Regions from separate parts of the Mus musculus genome. Here all the other regions are linked to region 1. The links are chromatin contacts, called in public HiChIP or PLAC-seq maps. All regions are on one chromosome and are shown on one strand. Each heading gives the region's core, a stretch centred on a gene start, on an enhancer-like site or on the middle of the called end of the contact. The rest is flanking DNA. Distances are from core to core; before and after follow the strand shown. Region 1 overlaps Slc44a5 (solute carrier family 44, member 5). Region 2 overlaps Slc44a5 (solute carrier family 44, member 5). Region 3 holds the start of Acadm (acyl-Coenzyme A dehydrogenase, medium chain).

Region 1 (2,700 bases), core at 195-2,694:
TGGTTAGAACAATAAACATATTCACAAAATGTAAGCTCAGCTTTTCAGGGCTTCAATATCTTAAAAAGAAAGAAATAAATAAAAAACGAACCCTTTCCTTCAAGATTTTTTTTAATAGAACTGGAACATCTGAACTAATTTATAAATGCACAATTCCCTGCATATTTATTTAATCAATTCACCTATAACACTGGCCATTTGTATGAGACTGTATAGCTCCTAGACACTTTTAGAGTCCATTCAACTAATTCTGATAAATTATTCAACGGGGGCAAAGAGGGCTAGGGAGATAGCTGTTGCAGGATATTTGATCACACTGTGAACCCTGAGGTTGTGTTCTTTGCCAGAAAAACCTGTTTCTAGTTGAGGTGTGGCTCAGCCTTAGCACACACCTTTAATCCAAGAGCTTTCTGCTTGAATGTTGTAAGCGAGATTAAATAAAGCCAACCATGGGTCAAGTGATGGAACAAGCAACCAGTTGACCGTAAGTGAACAAAGGATCGTTAATAAAAAAGAGAGAGTAAGGGAGCCGGGAGGACAGAGATGCACAGGAAGTAGAAAGGAGGGACATTCAGTTTAAAAAAGGGTGTTTTGAGACAGTGTGAGAGAGGTGCATGCCTCCAGGGTTGTCAGCTGAGGAGGAAAGGCACCTGGTGCTTTCTCTGCCTCTCTCAGCATCAGGCTTCTACCCCAGCATCTGCCTTCTGTGTCTTCATTGGTAAAATTGAACAAATGGGATTTTGTTTTAAAAACAAAAAACAGTTCAGCTGTTAAGAGCTCTTCTGCCCTTCCTAAGGATTCAAGTATGTTCAGTTTCTAGCACCCTAAGTGGGTAGCTCAGCACTGTCTATAACTAAAACTCAAGCACAAAGGTATACATGCAACACCCCCTTCTAGCCTCTGTAGCCATAAACACATGTGGCACACATGCACATGCATACTGATCTAGACAGTGAAACTGAAATCATCCACAAATCTCTGTTGGTTTTTTTTTTTTTTTTTTTTTTTTTTTTTTTTTTTTTATGGTGGTTCAAATGAGCAATGCCCTGCATGGAGACACGTATATTTAAACACTTGGTTCTCAGTTGGTGGCAGTGTTTTCAAGGTTTAGGAGTTGCAGCCCTGCTGAAGGAAATGTCTTACCAGGGCAAGAGTTAGAGTAAGTACTCTCACCCCACTCCAGTTCACATCCTCTCTGCCTTTATGTTTCCAGTTCAGACTGTGCCCCTCCCCCACCCTCTGTCTTTCTCTCTCCCTCAGCTTCCTGATCTTAGTAATACCTCCCCACCAATGATGGACTCTATGCTTCTGGAAAAGTAAACCCAAATAAAGTCTTTCTTCTATGTTGCCTTGACCCGTTCGTTACTTTCCTACCACTCTGATCAAACACCATGACCAAGACAACCTGTAAAAGAAAGCATTTACGTGAGCTTACAGTTCCAGAGGGCTTAGAATCCATGATGGCAGAACCAAGGCATAGTGGAAGAAACAGCTGAGCGCTCACTTATTGATCTGCAAGCAGGAGACAGAGGGCACATGAGTCTGCTAGGAGACTTTTGAAGCCTCAAAGCCTGACCCTAGTGACACTCCTCCTCCAACAAGGTCACACCTTCTAATCCTTCCAAAATAGTTCTACCAACTGGGGATCAAGTATTCATATACATGAGCTTACGGACGATATTCTCATTCAAACCACCAGAGTATTATTGTTGTTGTTGTTGTTATTATTATTATTTTATATTGCCAATATTCTCACAACGGGAAAAAAATTCACATCAACCCCGAGTAAGCCTTTTTCCTATTTACCTTTCCCACCCTTTCCCAGCTTGTAGCCAACTGCCTTGTCCTTGGATATTTGTTCAATGTCGAGCAGAAAACTGAATTAGTTTTCTACTCTTACACAACTCATCATCTCTAAAAGTTGACATCCTTGGAAAGTCAAAATATGGGGACAGTTTCCCAGTTATCCATCACAACAACGTTAAGAACTGTAGGGGAAATGGCAGTACTCCACTATCCAAAAGTAACAGAATGATTGAACACGCTACAAGGCTAATTGCATAAAAGACTGTGCACCATTTCGAAGGTTGAGAGTGGAGAGGAAGCGGCTATATGAGAACTGCTCACACACAGCTTTCACAGAGACATGGGGTCCCTCTGAGGCTCTGACGGGTAATTAAGAACATCTATCACTACTCTGTGTAACCTGTGAAGACACTCTTGCTCTGCTCGTTCCCATCTCGGAACAAGGCAGTGGTATTTGGAGCCACTTCCTTCACATCCATTACTAGATAGATCCTCATAATATCCAGAGGTAAACTACCAACCACCTATGTCAGCTACTCTTTAAGGAGTAGCAACCTATTTGTAGTCACTATAGTCAGTAAGGCTTGGTGAGTGGTTCATGGATGAGATTCCAGAGTTAAAGAATGCCAGCGCAGACTGGGTGAGAAGTCAGTCCCACCATGCTGCCTATTTGAATGCAGATTGATATCCACTCCCAGCCAAAACACAGAGAATTTATTTATTTTTCCTTCCCTTTCCTAGTCTTATGTCACCCTGAAACCAAAAAGCACATGATATAGCAAAATATTATGGTGTAAAATGAAAAATATATTACACCTTTGGGCTAAAAAAAATGTTGTGCTTATGAGACAAATGAAAAGCAGAATCGATGTGTCCTGCCTCTTAAAGTGAAGA
Region 2 (2,734 bases), core at 174-2,673, 130 kb before region 1:
GGGGTGATTTCCATTGTGATTCTAAATTGTCTCAAACTGACAACCAACATTAACCATTATAGTACTTAAGATAAAATCCAGCACCAAATAAATATTTTATTAGAATTCTGTGTGAAGTTTATGTGTGTTTCTCTCTGTGTGTGTGTGTGTGTATGTATCTGTGTATATGTTTGGTGTGTGTGTCTATGTGAGTGTATGTCTGTGTGTGTGTGTTATGTGTGTATGTCTTGTCTCTGTATGTCTGTCTCTGTGAGTGTGTCTGTATATATGTGGGTGTATGTCTCTGTGTGCCTGTGTGTGCATATGTGTGTATTTCTGTGTGTGTGTGTGTGTGTGTGTGTGCGTGTATGTCTTGTCTCTGTATGTCTGTCTCTGTTATATGTGGGTGTATGTCTCTGTGTATCAGTGTGTGCATATGTGTGTGTTTCTCTGTGTGTGTGTGTTTCTCTATGTTGAGACAAACTAAGATGCAGGCTGATCTTACACTATTATTAAAGTGCAGTTAATGATTTTATATGGGAGCTTGGTAGAGACAAAAGAACACAGCCTGGCAGTGAATAAGGATTATGTAGTTACAGTAAAATTGAAGTCATTCACTGCTTCCAGCTCCTGGTATCAAACACAACAGACCATGCCAGGCTCTGCTGAAGTTACAACACTAAGTGTGCATGGTGACAAAGTGGACCGCGCAAAGGAGAAAGTAAATATAGAAACTGCATAGTGGAACAGAAAAGGAAAACCAGAGGGAAGATGGTGGGGGCGGGGGGATATCACTCTCTTGCACAAAGAGGATCCCAGACACTGTCAAGTTAGGACAAGAAGTAGAGGGACATTATCAATATCCTACTGAAAGGGGCCAGAAAGCCATCTAAGCTCAGACGTGGGCGTGTGGATAAAAAGAGGAACAAAGTTGGTTTTCCAGGGCAGGTTATCAATGGATACCACCTAAAGGTAACAAAGTATCAACTAATAGAATAAGAACACCACCAAAAGACGCTTTTATTAAATTGCCGGAACTAAACCTGAGACAGGAAAGAGTATACATTGTGGAATACATTATGGGCAAAATGTCAAGGTGGGTGGCCACTCCTTTTGTTACAGGTTCTTCATTACCATGTAATTTGCTTTCAAGTACATATAGTTATTTTAAATTTTAAAAATTGGGGCAAAATTTGGTCTACCAGATGCCTTCTAGAGACACAGGATCTATGTCCAAATTCATGCAAAATTTAAAAATTAAATCGAATAGGAGGATTGGGGTTGGTCACGTATTCGAACAGATTTGTGGGACAGTCGTCATTTTGTGAACAGTTCTATGGAGACCTGAAAGTTGTTTTCTTTCCCAGTCAGGGATCTGTGCACAATCTCTGTTGAAAACCCTCCCAGCAATCTTTGTTAGCTGAAGTTCTTGCAGTACCCAGAAGGTGGAGCCACAACCAACCAAATTCCTGCTTTCTAGTGGACCAGCTAACAGGCCTTGAAGCCAAACGTAGTGAGCAATTTCCCCTGTGCAGAGAAAGTTACACAGTTACACGTAGCTACATTTCTGTGCCCTCTGAAGCTGTGGTTAAATCTGGTTTGTAATTTCAGGAAACTATCAGTGTTTCTCCCACAGTCCTTCCCACTGGGAGTAGATAAAGCATAAAAGTCAGGATTCCTCACTATCCCAGGTATGACAACGCCCTCTCAACACAAGGCTCTGCGCCTAGTTATGAGGAATCTCTCCTACGTATTATGAATCCAGGGTCAGCTGCAAAGCTATCACAGCACAAATACAATCACCCCGGTGGCTACACTGACCAGAGCGTGGCCCTGACTTGGGTTTACTCATCCTGAGATGTGCCTACTGCATCCTGGCACAGAAATATGCACATTATTTCCTGCCTTACTTTAATAAATACATTTTTATCAGCTAGTCCTAGGTCAAAAGTTACATGAAAGTCCATTTCATTGCCTCTGGTATGCTTTGGTGTGTGTGTGTGTGTGTGTGTGTGTGTGTGTGTGTGTGTGTGTGTGTTAACCACAGATATCATTCCTTGGGCATCAACCACTTATTTAAAGACTGGGTTCCTAACTGGCCTGGAGTTCACCAAGTAGGCTGGTTGTCTGGTGAGCCCAGTGATCTGGTGATCTGCCTGCCTTGGCTCCCCAGCACTGAGTCACAAGCATGGGTCACCATACCCAGCTTTTTAAACATGACTTGAATGGACTGGGCTCAGGTCTACATGCCTACACAGCGGGCACTTTACTAGTTAAGTCATCTCCCTGGCCCCTTTCCTGAAAGGCTGGAACAACTCTCTCCTTCCACTCTGTGTGTTCCAGAATGAACTCAGGAGGCCAGGTGTGGCAGCAAGAGCCTTTACCCACTGAGCCATCACTTGGCCCAACTTTGCTTCTTGAACTGAACCGTATCAGGCACATCTCCACGTCAAAAACACAGCTGTACATAATACCTTGAAAGATTAATGGTATTTCGTTATATAATCATATCAGAGCCCAAGATAAATGGTATTTCGTTATATAATCATATTAGAGCCCATTTAATCAATCTCCTTTGACAGACAAGCACACTGTTTGCATTCCATTCTGTCTACTGCCTGGTACTGGCTATAATTTCTTGCTTCGTTTCATTGTGGCTGTTTTGGCTGTGACAGGAGACAGTATGAGTCTCTCTGAAAGTTCTTCCGCAGGCCATCCACAAAGGCTAGGTCCCAGTAGGTGACAGTATTGGTAA
Region 3 (2,735 bases), core at 207-2,706, 150 kb after region 1:
AGTAGCAATATCAAGATGCTTAATGGAAACAGAGCAAAGAAGGTCATATTTACATCAAAGTACTTTTCAAATACTTTAGTAGAAATGTTACAGAAAAAAAAAAAAAGCCATAGGCTTCCAATGCTATCTGACAACATTTGCCATCTGGTTGGTGGGAGGTAGGTGTGTGCCTGAATATTCTAAAGAATGTACCTAATGGTCACAAAGCTGTTAGCTTACACATAAAGGAAGGCAATAAATGGCTGCCAAGGAGGCTAAAAATGGCACAGATAATGTTGTTTGTGGACCTGGAACATTCCACAATCAGAGGTTTAAACAGCTCATCAGACTAGCAGGCCATTCAAAGGAAGATACCTTTTTCTGGAATGTTCCCTTACAACCATTAGAAACTATGTTTCAGGAAAGATTGTTGATGTTGAAAGATTAATCTTATAGATCTGAGCATTTATCTCACAATGGAATCCACATACCTTTTCTAGGCTTTGGTGTGCCTGACAATGCTACAGGTAAGACAGAGAGAAGATGAGAATTTTTCATTGTTCATTAGTCTCAAAAATAAGCTCCTGTCTCCCAGTTCCTTGAAGCAGAGAGCAAGAGGACTATTGACAGCTTAATCTTTGGCAACTAAGGTACCCAACACTAAGAAGTTTTATAATCTCTCATCTTTATAACACCACAGCTACCATCTCAGACACAAGGTCTAACTGGAAGACAATGGGAATTTAAGCAAAGTTTACAAACTCATGAGCAAAATTTCACTCCCAATGTTCACTGTCTGGGGAGCTTTTGGATAGGCTCAGCTTGGGTTCCCAAGGATGCTTCCCACATCTATATAAGTGGATAATAAGTAGCCTTGAAAACGTTCAGAAAAATAGATGAAATAAACACTATTGTGCTTTGGTTTGTTTAGGTTTTGCTACTTGGCTCTCGCTGGCCTCAAACTCGCAGTGATCTTCCTTCTCAGTCTCCTGGCACTGAGATGTCTTAGTCGCCCTGGCTACACATGCAGCTAATTTCCTATTTAAATTTTAAGGAGTACAGACTACCTATCGATCTAGCCCAGAATTTGTTGTTCCAGTGAATACCGGAGCCATAAAGAATCTGACTCTCCAAGTAAAGGTCACAGCTGACTGCTAGAAACGTCTGGCTGCGCCCTCTGGCCTAGATTCGGGTCCAGCTCTCCCGGGCAGCCCTCTGGAAAGAACGTGACCTTCGGGCTCCGGTGACACTGGGCACACAGTCTTCTTCTCCGGGCCAAGCACAGAAGTTTAGGCTCGGGCAAGGTCGGGAGCAGGACGCATGCGCAGAGGGCCTTCAGGCCACTCCCTCTTCTGGCCCAGGTCCGGACCCGAGACCCTCCCTCATCTAGCCCCGCCTCCCAGGCCACACCCCTTGAGCCTGCAAAGACCACGCCCAAGGTCTTCTGCTTGGACCCGTCATCCCTCTGTCTCTCAGCCGAAGTCAGTCTGAGAGCTCAGACCTCATCTGTGTGTAAAGGGACTCCCTAGGCCACGCCCCCGAGGTCTGCAGACTTTGACCCGCACGCCTCCGCACCCCTAGAGTCTAAGGCCCGCCCCTCTCCTCCCTCCAAGCCACGCCTCCTGGGGGCGGGACCCCCGTCCGTTTTGCTTGCTGCACGGAGGTGGTCGGAGGCAGCAGATCGAGGAGCCATCATGGCAGCGGCGTTCCGCAGAGGCTGCAGGGTGAGCGGGTGACCGGGTGGTATCGGGAGGGTCGGCCCTACGCGGCCTGGGGGAAAGCGGGAGCCTGCGGGCGTCCCCCCGCGCTGCCTGCCGCCCTCCCTCACTGATCTCCGGGCTCTGACCCCTGCAGGCGTGGCCCTGCGGACCTGCTTCATTCTGGGTCAATGGGCTCAGCCACTTCTCTCCAGTCACCCACGCTTCTTGAAGGGAACCCGGTGTCAGAACCCTGCTGTGGCAGAGGCGATCACTTCCAAAAAACTTTGACTGTAGTCCCACCCCAGGAAGGCATCAGTGTGTGGTTCTGTAGCCACGGGCGTGAACAAGTGTTAGGATCCAAACAGGTTGATCCTGGGTGTGCACAGAACACAGGCACAACACGAAGGAAAGGGAAGTGGGCCGCTCCGCTCGCACCAACAGGGTTAGGACGCCTGTGGTTTTGTGATGTACAGGCACCCTTCCAAAAAACAAAAGGGAGACAAGCCTACCGAAGAATTTTCATGAAGCTTGCTTTCTAAATGTTGTACCCTGCAGAGTTTTGTCTCCTAAGCTGTTTTAACCACTAGTTTGTTATATTAGCGATGTGTTCGTACAAACCTCCATTTATACCACCTAAAACTGGACTGAAGTTGCCTCTGGCACCGAAAGCTGTAGTTTTAGAATTTACAACACCATTACTATACAACTCAACAGGTTCTGAAAGCAGAAATTGAAGGGTTTTAAAGTTATTTTTTATTCTGACAACAGAACTACAGGTTTCTTGGTGCCTCCAAGGACAAGAGAGGGAAAGTCTAACACCATAACAAAACAGAAAATGCATTCCTTTATCCTATTTTTCACACCGGGATAAAACCAAGAGTCAAATTTCTAAGTAATTCGTTACTTAGTTATGCTGTAGTTGCGGGCTTGAAGACTAAAGTTAGTAGTGTTCCCATATTGGAATTCCTTGGTTTTGGCAGAGAGCCAGGAATAATAAACGCAATTCTCTTCTGACTTTAGAGTTTCAGAGTGTCGTCGTTCTTTATATTGGGTCTC

The links. HiChIP or PLAC-seq counts read pairs in DNA pulled down with a chosen protein or histone mark.
Region 2: a contact with region 1 is called in an H3K4me3 HiChIP or PLAC-seq map of the SCID.adh cell line, with 28 read pairs. The contact joins two enhancer-like sites. A contact is called at or near these places in 9 of 484 Hi-C or Micro-C datasets (the AtT-20 cell line, cortical neurons, embryonic stem cells and 4 more), 3 of 115 datasets of contacts at active chromatin or transcription factors (the SCID.adh cell line, T-cell acute lymphoblastic leukemia and fetal liver) and 3 of 9 other capture datasets (adipose tissue, liver and pancreatic islet).
Region 3: an H3K4me3 HiChIP or PLAC-seq map of the SCID.adh cell line shows a contact between it and region 1, with 16 read pairs. The contact joins the promoter of Acadm here to the enhancer-like site in region 1. A contact is called at or near these places in 2 of 484 Hi-C or Micro-C datasets (nephron progenitors and pre-megakaryocyte-erythroid progenitors) and 3 of 115 datasets of contacts at active chromatin or transcription factors (the SCID.adh cell line, bone marrow-derived dendritic cells and embryonic stem cells).

The regions. Positions count from the first base shown.
Region 1 is chr3:154,094,460-154,097,159 of GRCm38.p6, reverse strand. The region is part of intron 1 of Slc44a5 (solute carrier family 44, member 5); the gene reads right to left. Gm40185 (a long non-coding RNA gene) reads left to right here. Exons shown (of 3, transcript XR_003954594.1): 1 at 1-2,700. Among named protein-coding and RNA genes, the nearest start is that of Gm40185, 3.6 kb to the left of the region's middle. Within about 2 kb of position 1,444, at least 2 of the 459 cell types and tissues checked have an H3K27ac peak or open chromatin away from gene starts, as enhancers often do. A contact at or near this core is called in the SCID.adh cell line, where this site is marked.
Region 2 is chr3:154,225,275-154,228,008 of GRCm38.p6, reverse strand. All of the region lies in intron 4 of Slc44a5 (solute carrier family 44, member 5), which reads right to left. Among named protein-coding and RNA genes, the nearest start is that of Gm40184, 22 kb to the right of the region's middle. Within about 2 kb of position 1,423, at least 4 of the 459 cell types and tissues checked have an H3K27ac peak or open chromatin away from gene starts, as enhancers often do. A contact at or near this core is called in the SCID.adh cell line, where this site is marked.
Region 3 is chr3:153,943,364-153,946,098 of GRCm38.p6, reverse strand. It overlaps Acadm (acyl-Coenzyme A dehydrogenase, medium chain), which reads left to right and starts at 1,456. Exons shown (of 12, transcript NM_007382.5): 1 at 1,456-1,703. The coding sequence starts at 1,674.